Regions from separate parts of the Anser cygnoides genome. Here region 2 is linked to region 1. The links are chromatin contacts, called in public Hi-C maps. All regions are on one chromosome and are shown on one strand. The core of a region is the stretch at or near the end of the contact, and the rest is flanking DNA. Distances in the headings are between cores, read along the strand shown.

Evidence for each region. Hi-C and Micro-C count contacts between places; a contact is called where the count stands out from the background.
Region 2: a contact with region 1 is called in a Hi-C map of liver, with 9 times the contacts expected there. The contact joins two enhancer-like sites. A contact is called at or near these places in 2 of 7 Hi-C or Micro-C datasets (both in liver).

Annotation. Positions count from the first base shown.
Region 1 is chr3:11,209,522-11,216,594 of Taihu_goose_T2T_genome, reverse strand. The region is part of intron 2 of RIN2 (Ras and Rab interactor 2); the gene reads right to left. Among named protein-coding and RNA genes, the nearest start is that of RIN2, 53 kb to the right of the region's middle. Within about 2 kb of position 4,009, at least 1 of the 3 cell types and tissues checked has open chromatin away from gene starts, as enhancers often do. A contact at or near this core is called in liver, where this site is marked.
Region 2 is chr3:11,296,481-11,303,058 of Taihu_goose_T2T_genome, reverse strand. The region is part of intron 6 of RIN2 (Ras and Rab interactor 2); the gene reads right to left. Among named protein-coding and RNA genes, the nearest start is that of RIN2, 140 kb to the right of the region's middle. Within about 2 kb of position 3,643, at least 3 of the 3 cell types and tissues checked have open chromatin away from gene starts, as enhancers often do. A contact at or near this core is called in liver, where this site is marked.

The DNA of each region.
Region 1 (7,073 bases), core at 2,760-5,259:
TGAGCAAATTTGCTGACGACACCAAACTTGGAGGAGTTGTAGACTCGGATGAGGGTGGAAAGGCCTTGCAGAGAGATCTGGACAGACTGGAGAGCTGGGCGGTCACCAACTGCATGAAGTTTAACAAGAGCAAGTGCCGGGTCCTGCACCTGGGACAGGGCAACCCTGGCTATACGTACAGACTGGACGACGAGACGTTGGAGAGCAGCCCCACAGAGAGGGATCTGAGGGTTGTGGTTGACAGCAAGTTGAATATGAGCCAGCAGTGTGCCCTGGCAGCCAGGAGGGCCAACCGTATCCTGGGGTGCATCGAGCACAGCATCGCTAGTCAGTCAAGGGAAGGGATTGTCCCGCTCTACTCTGCGCTGGTGCGGCCTCACCTTGAGTACTGTGTGCAGTTCTGGACACCACAGTACAAAAAGGACATTAAACTGTTGGAGAGTGTCCAGAGGAGGGCGACAAAGATGGTGAAGGGCCTAGAGGGGAAGACAGATGAGGAGCGGCTGAGGTCACTTGGCCTGTTCAGCCTGGAAAAGAGGGGGCTGAGGGGAGACCTCATCGCAGTCTACAACTTCCTCTCGAGGGGGAGTGGAGGGGAAGGCGCCAACCTATTCTCCTTAATCACCAGTGATAGGACCCGTGGCAATGGTGTCAAGCTGAGGCAGGGGAGGTTTAGGCTAGACATCAGAAAGAGGTTCTTCACTGAGAGGGTGGTCGCACACTGGAACAGGCTCCCCAGGGAAGTAGTTGCTGCACCAAGCCTGTTGGAATTTAGGAAGCGTTTGGACTGTGCACTTAATCACATGGTCTAAAATTTTGGGTAGATCTGCGTGGTGCCAGGAGTTGGACTCGATGATGCTTATGGGTCCCTTCCAACTCGGGATATTCTATGATTCTATGATTCAACCTGACAGAGAGGCAGCCGGACATCTGGTGCAACCCTCTGCATGGTGACAACTCCCCAGAAACACTACTGTTTTTACAGAAGCACCAGCACTTTTTGGCCTTTGAAGGATATTTATCACTATCCCAACATTGTAGCATAAATGGCAATATCCTAAACCCCTGAAATTTGGGGTGGAAATGAAAACAAATACGAAAACCAACCATTAACTTTGCATAAGCAAACATGAAATGCAGAGAGGCTTTTCCATGCTGCAAATTGCAACAAAGCCCACAACAAAGCAGATGAATATGGTACACATAGGCATTTACCTGGTTTGAAAGGACAAAGCAGCTGTCATCCTTTATTATTACTTTTGTTTAGAGTATGCTTAGCCTTTACAGACAGTTCCATATTTGTAATGCTAACTCTTCAAGCAGACAAGAAGTGCTGGGCTACCCAAGCTTTAGCACATGGCTCCTATTCATCACACACAAGATTTTGGAAGCAGAAGAGGAAGGCTGCTGCAAATAGACTTAGCAAGGATAACAGCTATCATCTCTTCTGTGGATGAGGTTTTGTGGCAGAACAGCTGAAGGGCTAAAGCACTGACTTAAGAAACAGAACAGTGCTTCTCTCCCTGGCTTCTCAAGAGACCCAGGGGATCATTTGTGTTAGAGGTTACCTTAAGCCTCATTGACTCAGACTGTAAGAACAGCATAGAAAATTCCTCTTACTGTGTGGTTTTATAACACCTGGCACGAAAGACTTTGATCTGATCATGACTGTGAACCTCTCTGAAAAACCTAAACAGGAGATCTGTTCCTTAACCCAGTATGACAGCTAACCACCAAGGGAGCTGCCCACTATAGCTGTCTGAGCTATCAGAGTGAAGGAAAGGAAAAGAGCTCTTTTCTCCTCTTCCTAACAGGGACAGCAAGGAAGTAACAAAGAGTTTGCACATATGGGTAACCAGTATCTGGAAAATTCTTTACGCAGTCCATGAAAAAAAAATCCATTTTAATTAAATACTTTCATTTTACCCACTGCTGTGCACTAAATTAAACTGCTTCAACATTAATACATAAAACCATTATTCTGAGCATGCATAAGTAAGTCAATGCACGCATGTGTGTATAAAAACTATACAATTAAGCACTGTTTAAAATGCAAATGACACATGATAAAGACTCCATCCTGATCGTATTAAATCTTGACTTTGGATGTTGTACTACATCCTCAGTTGTTTAAAACTAGTGTAAACAAAATGAAATCAATGGAACTAGTAATAATTTACATCAGTGGAAAATCTGGACCTTTGATTTTTAAATACTACTAGCAAGAATTGCAAAAAACAAGCAACAGAAATCCAGTTTGTGATATGTGGCCAGATGTTATTTTTCTTCTTTTACAGTAATAGCTCAAAAATAACAAATTTAAAACAGAAACTCTAATAAGACTTCTTCTGGGATGGATCTTGGAGTTACATCAGCTTTCACCCCTGAAGGCAGTGAAATTTAAATTACAACTTGAGGCCCTCGTTTACACGTTCATGTGTAATTTGTAAAATTCCAGAACACACTGAAATATAAAGCATGTGCATATAACTATTCGCTCTGATTTTCTTCATTATCAGCCTTACTCTCTCCACCCTTCTAGCAGCACAAAGGGACTTTAAAAGAGGAGAAAATTGTATTTGTATTGCTGAAGGCTCCTCTCTATAGGTGTAAGCTTGTAGAAACGGTCTTAGCAGAAGTATGAACAAAACCCTTTCATCTGGAAGCTTCACACTTCAGTGTTTCACTAAATAAAAATAACTTAAACAAATGTTTAGTTAGGGCTCAGACGAGTCGAAATTTCCATGCCTGGCCTCCTTTTTTCTCTTTGGGATAGTACTAAAGCACTAAAGGCCACAAGATCTTTCAGAACAACGGAACAACAACAGCTCTATTACTGTTCCACCTCCAGGTCAGACCCTTTTACATGGGGTAGTGCAGTCACATCACACAGAGCAGATTCTGAAGTACATCACAGCTGGGTGACAGAAGGACCAGGCAACACCTCTGCGAGCCACGCCCTGCTGCCGCAGCTGCCACCTCAGCCCCAGCAGGACAGCTGCTGTGACTGCTGCCTGGCCTCTGGGAAGACGTGGGGCACCCTGCTGCTCCTCCTCACCTGGCCTTAACCCCCATGAAGGCTGTTCTCCGAGCAGGAGGTGGCCCTGTCCTCTGCTGGCAGAGCTGGCCCTAACAGTGGATGTCAGCCCACCAGGCTGGCAGTCCCACATCCTCTTCTTTCCCATGTTATGCCTGCTTTGCTGGTGTGCTGGCAACTACAGAAGGACAATTTTGGCAGGGGAAGAGCAGAAGTGATCTACATTACTTTCTAGCTGTGAGGAAGCAATTTAGGTTGTAACAGATGCATATGCTCCCACTAGCCCCATGCTGGTCTGAGAAGCATCAGCACAGAGAAGGCTAGGGCACCCGCAGCCTCTCAGCAGGCTGTGATGAGGCGCCCGTGCCTCAGCCCCAGACCTTTCAACTGCCTCCATTTTAACCGACCTGCTCTCTTGTCAGCAGTGACATTTTGCAAATTACAACTCAACCCACACAACACGATGGTTGCAGCTATATTTTAAACAAAAGACTGTATAGCGTGAACAACTCCTTTATTAAGCGGCGTCAACCTTTTTTAAAGCCTACCTGGAATGATGCTGACAGATCCCACGCTGGGCCCCATGTCAGGGTAACGCGCTCCCTGCACCAGGGCTGGATGCCTGGGGCCTGCAGGATGCCCTCCCCGAGCACACCTCCGCAGGGTCTCTGGGGATTTTAGGGGGATTGGCACCATGCTGGCAACAAACCTGAGCAACCACATGACTGCACTTTGGACCTACAGATCCTTTAATTTGGCACGATCAACTTGGAGCATTGCCCCACCAATGTTTACATGGTGCTTCGTACAGACCTTGCTTAAGAGAGCCAGAAGCACACGCTGAGCCCGCCCTCATGTTGGGTAGCTCTCACATTTTACCTACAGCCCTGCACCATCATCCCAAATTCTGTCTCTGTTATCAGTGATCTCTCCTCGGGGGGACAGAACTAGGATTTAGGAAGTTTTCTGTTGCTTTGGCTTAAGCTTAATGACCCCTGCTGCGGCGCAACCCCCCCAGCAAGTTTGCTCTCTCATGCTGCCTCTCGCCGCAAGCCTACGGCACCCCTCTGCAGTGAGGCCCAGGGTCACGGCACAAGTATAATTTGCTGCATTCACTGCAGCAACAGCGAGGCCATCGGCTTGTCCAGCAGCAGAGGTGCCCGGTACTGGGCCCACTACTCTGAATTCCTCCAGCATATACTGCAGGCAATGGGTTCATTTGGTGCTCACGTGGCTCTCACACCTCTGTCCATAAGCACTCAACTATAATTTGCCATAGGTTAAATATTAGTGGACACTTGAAGCTTGGACCAGCTTGGGGCCAGGTCAAAAAGCCTCAAACCTCAGGCTCTGCTAAAACGTTGCTTTGAGTTAACATGCAGCTTCTCAGCCTGTAAGCAAGATGGAAAGCTGCATACATGCAGGGATAACACAGGCATGCTACACACAAAGGCAAGAGCCACTGCAGATGTCAACTCAAGAGCTCAGCCCAAGAGACAAACTATATGGACAAAAAAAAAAAAAATCAGCCTATCATCAAAGACCACCAAGATTTAAAAGTAAAAATAAAAGGCAATGCCTCCCATCCCCTCCCCAACTCAAATGGAGTAATTCTCTGATCTATGCAGAAACTCACAAAAACTGAGAATCCTTTGAAACATTTTACATTTCAGTGCATGCCCTCTAAAGTTATCCTTTAAAACAGCACTTGTGCATAAGCTCACACAAAACCACCTCAGCAACAGAACTTGCTGTAGCTACGACTGGATTTCAAACTCCGTGTCAAGCCGCCCTTTTCAATTACTTCTATGAAACACACTTCTTCAGAGCTGGTATTTTGCATAGCCTCCTTCACCCCTATTCATTGTGAATTTTTCTCCTCTAAAGTTTGAGCAAAGGAAGCTTACTCATTATTTGGGTTAGGAAAGATACTGTTCTCCATGTGCTTTGATCAGAAACTTTATTCGAACAAAAACAAGGCACTGAAATCAGAAATTTCTGTTCAGGCTCTTTTGTAGATCTTGCTGAACCTGGAATTGCTAACCCTGCATAATCTGTCTAATCCAGAATTTGAGGAGCTTAAGTCTTTGACATACCAATCTAATCTGCAAAGAAAGCCAAATTTGAACATTATAATTCAAGATACGTAACCGCATGTAATATTTTTAATGAGAAGAGCGAATACAGAGTCAGAGAGAACAGTGGATTTTACAAGACCTGGATTCAACAAACACTAAGACAAGTGACTACATTCCCTAACTCCTTGATATCACAAGTCCAAAAAATTAACAACCAAAAAATTAGAGTAGCTTAGATTTATTTTTTTTATTTCTTCTTTAAAATCACCAATCTGTTATGGGTTCACTAATGGCCATACCAATATGGCTTCAATAAAATTAGTGAATTAGTAAAAACAATGACCTTACTGCTTAAGCCTAAAATCTAAAAGTGGCAATTTCTACCTCTGCCTTAATATAAGTAATGTTTTTTATGGTACTGCAAAACCACACATATTCTTTTGTTTTGACAAGTGTGAAACAAAGTGAAAGCCAGCATACGGATTTCCATAAGCTGCACTTTGTCTCTTGATGTCACAGGGACCATAAGCTGGGGGAGCTGCTGGAAGGCACACGGGGCGAGCAGGCCACAGAAACCCAACCAGGAGCTCATCGTCTGTGAGATGCCAAAGAACAGTTTTGCAGTCTGCAGTTGTGCGCCACTCAGTGCTTTCGGTTCAGTTAATGACAGAGCAAGAACAGGAGGACAGTCTGGTTACGCACAACCCCACCATGCTGGTGTTATCACGTGCCAAAGCTGCAGATGCTGCTGCCGTATTCCTCCCTGCTATATAGAGCAGGAATAACCTGTTGGTCAGGAATATCTGGTGCAGTCCTACAGAAAATCCTCCTTGCTCCCACTTTTGGGCAAGGGACAGGTATCTGTCCTACCTGCTCAAATGAATGTTGAAAATAATGTGTTGTTGAGGGCTAAACCATCAGTTGATGTCAACCAACAGAGCCTCTCGGACTTACATCTGTATCTGTCCAGAGTTTGCCTACAGGTTGTCAACTTAATCTACTGTCAACAACAGGAAACAATTTGAATTACTCACAAGTCCTCCTCCCAAAATCTGTTTGTGCTATAGAATAGCCATGGCTTGCAGACTTTTGCAGCCCTGTGAGAACTTGCATCTGTTCTGAGCTCCAAAATAGTTTAAAAAGCCAGCTGTCATTCGCTCTGGGAGAAACCAGCAGCATAATAAAATGCTGCAGGAAATATGTTCACAAAAGAGGAGCGTGGTAGAAATAGGATGCTGGGGAGAATTATGACATTTTACAAAAATGCAGCAATATTTTCAAATGCTTAAGTGGACAATTTGCATTTACCATGACAGAAGTATATCTCAGGTATGTAAAAAAAACAAACCACACTATCCTGGTATCTGGCCAAACTAGGACATCTACATCTGAAACACATTTACTTTTATTACAGCTGTGAGCTGTTATTTTTATTTGAGTAATGTCTTGAGGCTATGATAGGCTGAGCAGCTTGCATCTGCTAACTAAGTGTCAATCTCTGATTCCATCAGAAAGATGGTCAAAAAAGCATCACGAACACAGTCACTTGCACAGATTTTGAAGTGGTAGTAATTCCTTATAGTGCACTTACAGTGCACATCAGCACAGTTCAACTGTGCCCTGCAGCACCAGTCAGTATTAGCTGGGCTGTCGTGCCACTGAGGCAGCGAGGAGACCTGACCAGCACCTCCCAACATATCCATGCCTTAGCAGGGAGGGGAAAACAGGAGCAGGGCTGGGAGCAAGGCAGTGTCCCACCTTTCCCCTGAGCACCTGCAGCAGGCATGCAGGGTGAGAGGCAACTGCCAGCATTCACCAGGAATATCTGAGAGGACCTCAGTGGTTCTTTCCAGCTAACAGCCCGCAAACCTACAATAGTTCAACTTTCCATGCTTGGTATACAGAAACCCAAGTTTGTTTTCTTCCAAGAGAAACAGGTATCTCAATTTTTTTTCACC
Region 2 (6,578 bases), core at 2,394-4,893, 87 kb before region 1:
AAACCTCTGGGGCAGTTCCTCAAAGCCCATACGTCATCACGGAGATTGGCACCAACTAGACAAGGCCACCATCTGCCACGGAGATGATGTCTCTCTTAGAGACAGAGCTCTTCCATCCTCCCAGGTACGTACACCCCATGCAGACAGCGCCCAGCCTCCCTCACCAGATACACCAATGAGCCTCCTCCAGCACAAGCAGAGCACCGTATGCCAGAGCTTGTGCCTGGTCTCGCTCATTATGGCTCATGTGCCCCTGTGTGGGTATATCTGCAGCTGAAGAGCTGCTCCTGGATGTGTTGGGTGATGGCAGTAAGGTCTCTGAGCATTTGGAAATTGGTCCAAGACCACAGTGGGCTAGCGACCTCTGGGCCTGCTCATGCTTCCAGGGACAGCTCTGCTGACGACCACAGCAGACTGCTCAGGACAGTCCAGACCTTGGGGCACCCCCTCCTGTCCTGTGACCGAAGCACTATGCTGAAGCACTATGCCCTCATAAGATGGCACCTCAAACTGGAGAAGTTAAAAAGACCCCTCAGATTTCATGCTGCCCTGGCACCTGTCAATCTGTAGGGAAAAACAACAAAAACAAAAACACCAAAAAAAAAATACTTATTTCTGCCTATCCTGACAGTGGCCTGGGGAATTCTGACTTCTGAGAAGCTGAATATCACTGACTGTCTTTGGTGAATCTGTCACAGGTCTTGCCTTCTGGGACAGCCCTGGGGGAAGCTTCATCTCCCAAGGCTAAACTTCCCTTGACAAAGCATAGGCTCTGCCTTTTAACTTTGCAAATGTATTATTTCAGGAACTTCTTTCTCAGCTCAAGTAATTACAAGGATCCTGCCATCCGCCTGTTCACCCTCACTGGTCATGACATCAATGAAGCATCACATATTAAAATGAGATATTGGCACTGCCTTATTTATATTCATCTTTATATTAAAATAGGCTATACATTCATTTATGACTTTCAATGAGAAGCCACTGGAGAACCTCTGTGCATTTCCTGGGAGATAGCTCCCCCCCATCTGTTATACTGAAGAGCAGTGTCAGTCTGGAGGGGGAGGTATTCACTTGGGATGAAGCAATGTAGGAGTGATTCCTTATTCTGCTCCCAGCCCTATAGCTTAAGCTTGGATGAATTAAGTAAGCACTATCCCTTCTTTGTACAAGGGGGCATAAAGGAACATTTTGTACCCAGCAGCAGCACTGGAGAACAAACGCACATGGGACTGTACAAGGTTGAGATCCTGCAGTAACAGGGGATCCACAAACATCACGGACACACACTTATGGAGTTGTTGAACCACATTAATTTCTCACTGTCACCCACCTTTAGGCATGCATTTCTGTTTTGATAGATTTTCTCTCTGATTAGCTCTTTTTTTTTTGCCCTAGTGTAAAGCAGCTTACCAGCATCCACTTGCTATGGTTGCCTGGGCAAGCAGTTCATTAGGTTGCCAAAACAATACCGGAGGCCTCAACTTCACCAGCATCATTCCCGCAGCAAAACACAGAGTTGTGCCGGAACCAGGAGGCATGGGCTAAAAATCCCATGGCCAGGCGGTGCTATGGTTCCGAGGGTTGCCCAGCTGCTGCTAGCACTTTGACCCAGTCTACAGTCCAGAGAGAGGAAGCAGTGCAGGTGCAGCAGGGGCCTCAGGGGCTGCCCATGTGTCCTCCCACCTCAGTGGCTCCTGGACCTCCCCGGAGTATGTTTTTCCTATCACCTCAGTTGCATCTTCCCAGCAGCAGTCTTCATCTGCAGTCTGCCTTGTGACTTCTGGCCACAAGTGCTCCCTCCACAAGGCCTTTGCAAATGGCCTTTTGGGGATACTTTTCCACATTTTGAACCTTCTCTGAGGGAATTTCATCTCAACAGCATCTCTCTCATCTGCCTAGTAAAATGTCCCATGAACTAGTCTCACAACCTCTCCTGTTACAGGACAGGACAAATCCTGCCAGATGGGACAGCGACATCTCTGCTGGCTCCGTTCAGCTCTGGAGGCAGCCCTGCTCCAGGATGCAGCCGAGGGTGGCAGCAGGTACCCCCTGCCCAAAGGCAGCCTGAAGGCACCTGGCAGCATTCAGCCACCAGGAAAATCAGCAAAGGGAGCACTAAAGGTTACATCTGTGATTCAAAGGTGGCAGACTGTGTGCTCTTTGAAAGGTCATGGCCAAAAATAAGATGGGAAGTAGCAACTGTGTGTTTAATACTCTGCACATGCTTTCTCTCTCTCTTGCTCTTAAATGTATCAGTCCTACAGCAATTGTAATGAAGATATAAGGCAGGAAAGAACTTCATAAGATAATTACTGCCGTCTTCCAGTAGAACATACAAGAGAGGAACTGCCTGACCATCAGGACCTGCGAGTTAATTTTCACAAAACCTGCCTCATTTGGGGAGTTATTACATCCCACCTGCAATGAGCAATAAGTCAATCAGAAGCTTATAATCACAGAATCACAGAATCACAGAATCGTCTAGGTTGGAAGAGACCTCCAAGATCATCTAGTCCAACCTCTGTCCTAACACTAACAAGACCTCCACTAAACCATATCACTAAGGGCTACATCTAAATGTCTTTTAAAGATCTCCAGGGATGGCGACTCAACCACCTCCCTGGGCAGTCCATTCCAATGCCTAACAACCCTTTCAGTAAAGAAGTTCTTCCTAACATCCAACCTAAACCTCCCCTGGCGCAACTTTAGCCCATTCCCCCTCGTCCTGTCACCAGGCATGTGGGAGAATAGACCAACCCCCACCTCGCTACAGCCTCCTTTAAGGTACCTGTAGAGAGCGATGAGGTCTCCCCTGAGCCTCCTCTTCTCCAGGCTAAACAACCCCAGCTCCCTCAGCTGCTCCTCGTAAGCCTTGTTCTCCAGACCCCTCACCAGCTTCTTTGCCCTTCTCTGGACTCTCTCGAGCACCTCCGTGTCCTTCTTGTAGCGAGGGGCCCAAAACTGAACACAGTACTCGAGGTGCGGCCTCACCAGAGCCGAGTACAGGGGGACAATCACCTCCCTAGACCTGCTGGCCGCACTGCTTCTTATACAGGCCAGGATGCTGTTGGCCTTCTTGGCCACCCGAGCACACTGCTGGCTCATATTCAGCTGACTATCAACCAGTACTCCCAGGTCCTTCTCGGCCAGGAAGCTTTCCAACCACTCGTCTCCCAGCCTGTAGCGCTGCTTGGGGTTGTTACGCCCCAGATGCAGGACCTGGCACTTGGCCCTGTTGAACTGCATACAGTTGGCCTCAGCCCATCGTTCCAGCCTATCCAGATCCTCCTGCAGAGCCTTCCTTCCCTCGAGCAGATCAACACACGCACCTAACTTGGTGTCATCTGCAAACTTACTGAGGGTGCACTCGATCCCCTCATCCAGGTCATTGATAAAGATATTAAAGAGGACTGGCCCCAGCACTGAGCCCTGGGGGACTCCACTAGTAACCGGCCTCCAACTGGATTTGGCTTCATTCACCACTACTCTTTGGGCCCGGCCATCCAGCCAGTTTTTAACCTAACAAAGCGTATGCCAGTCCAAGTTAATCATTAGCTGCAAAACAAACACAGCAGAGATCACAGGGTGTAAGCTTCCCCTGGCCACCCCCAGGCAACCATCTGCCAGAACCAAACAGACCCAAACCTGTGAGTCAGTGCCACCTATTCCCACTTTAAGGTCCCTGGGGAGAACGGACACATCAGTGAGAGCAGGGTCCAAACAACTCTGGGTATTTTGCAAGGCGCTGGGGTCAGAGAGCCACAGAGGCATGAGAAACCACAGTAAAGAAAGGCATAGCTTGCTGTGCTGGACAGCCCCATTTTGCAGGTGAAGGAAGGTGAAACTGACTGCCAAACCACTAGGCAAATGCACGAGGGCCAGTCTCATGACAGCGCAGCAGAAATCCCTGACCCCACCCACGTCCCTTTGTAGCATCAAACCACTCTGCTGTCCTGCAACAGCTGAGGCTGAAACTTTAGACGGCTTTGCACACAGCCAGCCACTGCCGCCTGTACAGCCTCCTGGGAACACCAGGAGGCAGCTGACAGCCCCTGTGCGGGGACACGCGGCACATGAGCATGTCCTGGACCAAATCCTGGGCAGCAGGCAGAGATGTTCCTTTCTATACTCCACCATGATGTCTCCCTGCTGCTGACACACAGAGATCACAGCTATCCCAACACCCAGGACACGCTGAGCATCCAGCTGAGTCCCTTGATCATAACCTCTACCTCCTGGCAAGGACACCCACGTCCTGTGATGCAGCATTTGGTCTTGCGCAGGGCTTTGACTGATAGTAAACAACCCTACCCCTCCCCACAGAAATTAAGCAAAACAAAATATGAGCAATTGCCAGGCCCCAAAAAATCCAGGCCTTAAAAATACATATCTCTAAGACAGTAATTGCTGAGCTGCTCTGATCTACCGGGCTCACTGGAACAAAAGCTTCTTCTATTTACCAGGCCCCTAATTTTACTGCTGGTTAGCTATTCTCTGCAGAGTTCAACCATCACTCCAGATCCCAGTTCGTACACTGCAGACCAACTAAATCTATTCTCATTATTTCCCCAAGAATATTTACTTTTTTAAGCAGCTCTTAGTATTTTCATTACTGTGGCAGCAATTTGTCTCTGTGACATTCTCAGAATGGAAACAGTGGACACTATCCAAACCTCAGGACAAAGCCAAAAATATTTCCCTGCTCTGCTGGTACTCAAAATCATCCATGAGATGTTCAAACCAGCATGTCTTTTCAGCCAGATTCCCGCAGAGCCAAGGCAACCAGATCCCAAGGACTTGCATTCACAGACGCCTCCGACCGCAGACAGATCCTGTGGAGGATTAGCAGCAGGGCTCAAAGACAGATCTCGACGTGGTACAGGAAGGTGCACTCAGGGTGACGCTGCCCAGGCTCTTCACACCGGCAAGCCCTTGTTAGACATACAAAGAGACTTTGTGATTTCCCCTGCTTTTGCAGTAGAAATGACTGTAAAACAACTGCATCAATGGTAAGTCTGCAGTATTGATTTGTGTGTGAATTTTGACAGAGAAAACTTGACCTCATCAGGCAATGGTGTTTAGTGGCCATTAGGAACTGATTTGTTTTGGTACTGAAGGGAATCTATTTTCAACTCTTCTGATTGCATCCTCTACTTCTGTCCTATGACTGAGTGTAATTCTGTGATGAGGGTGATTTCCTGTCTGCCCGCCTGAACCCTTGCTGTCAGCTCCCACTGCACACTCTGGTCACCAGTTTCCAGGCTCAAGAGCTATGTTCTGGCTCTGTATTTGCAAAATGCACACTACAGAGGAGTCTTAATCCATGACTGCGGCTGCTAGGTGTTGTTGCAACACAAGGACCTTACGAGAAAATAAAAACCATCATCAGGTCCAATCTCACTGGCCTCACCATGCAGTTTCTGGTTCAACTTAGACGCAGGAACCAGGCCCCTGACACCACAAAGCCTAGGCTTACTTGCCTCTCTCCAGAGAAATGATGCAAGCCGCCCTGCTTTAAGACACTTTGCTGAACTGGCACCCACTGCAGCAATACTGAGTTCATGCACACTGCTGGCATAGTTCTGGGAAATAAAGTGACTTTTGGAACAACAAAAGGCTTTTAGAGTTATCGGACATCTCCAAAAGGAGACCAAAAGGCTCATGGTGTGACAGATACCTCCGACAGAGCTCATTCACCATGCACAGACTGATGTGCATGCAGCATCATGAAAGACAAGGCATGACCCACAGGACAAAGGACCTTTTTCAGTGTTTTCTGGGTAGCAAATGAAGTATCAGCTTGGACAATGGCTACAAATTTGCTTTAAATCCACAAGTCCCTGATTCCCAAGCCAACACTGTTTTTGTTAAAGGGGGAGCTGGAAAGGAATCTAATCAGCTTTATCACTCAGAGTTGGTCTGCTATCTGCCAGTGCCAAACATCCCAGCAGGAAAACCCCAGGGAAAAGGAGCAGTTTGCTGCATTTACAGTGGGTGAGCATTCTCCCTGATTGCCCCTTCAGGGAGCAGTACGGGTAACATACAAGTAAGGACGTGAGAGGCAGAGGAGTCTGTTCAGCAGCATGCCCAGGAGCTGTGCAGCAGCTTACTTCTGCTGATGGCCCAGCTGCTGGGCACACCCTCTTTGTTCTGGGGTGTGCAGGGGCTTTACCAGGGTGTTCAGAAAGGCTGCAGCCTCTGAACTGTGAGGACCCTTTGGCAGCACCTCTACAGAAACTGATGCCTCCCTCTTCTGAAACCCCAGCAATTCCTTTTTGTTCTGCCTGCAGTCTGCTTATTGATGGCCTGACTTTCTGCAGGACAGGGAGTGACTCTACCAGCTTCTTCCCTCTGCTCTTCTGATGCTTGGGGTTTCGTTCACACATGGCCATTCCCACAGCTGTGTGTTCCTGTTATGTTTCTGTTAGGAATGTGGATCTTGTTTGATTTGTTATCAGGTCCCTTCTTTGCTTTCAAGTCTGCAACAGACATCAGTGAAAGAGCAGGCCTACAGCCACTAAAAACCACTGGCAGAACAAAATTTCTTAGTGTACGGGGCTACAAGAGCAGCATAC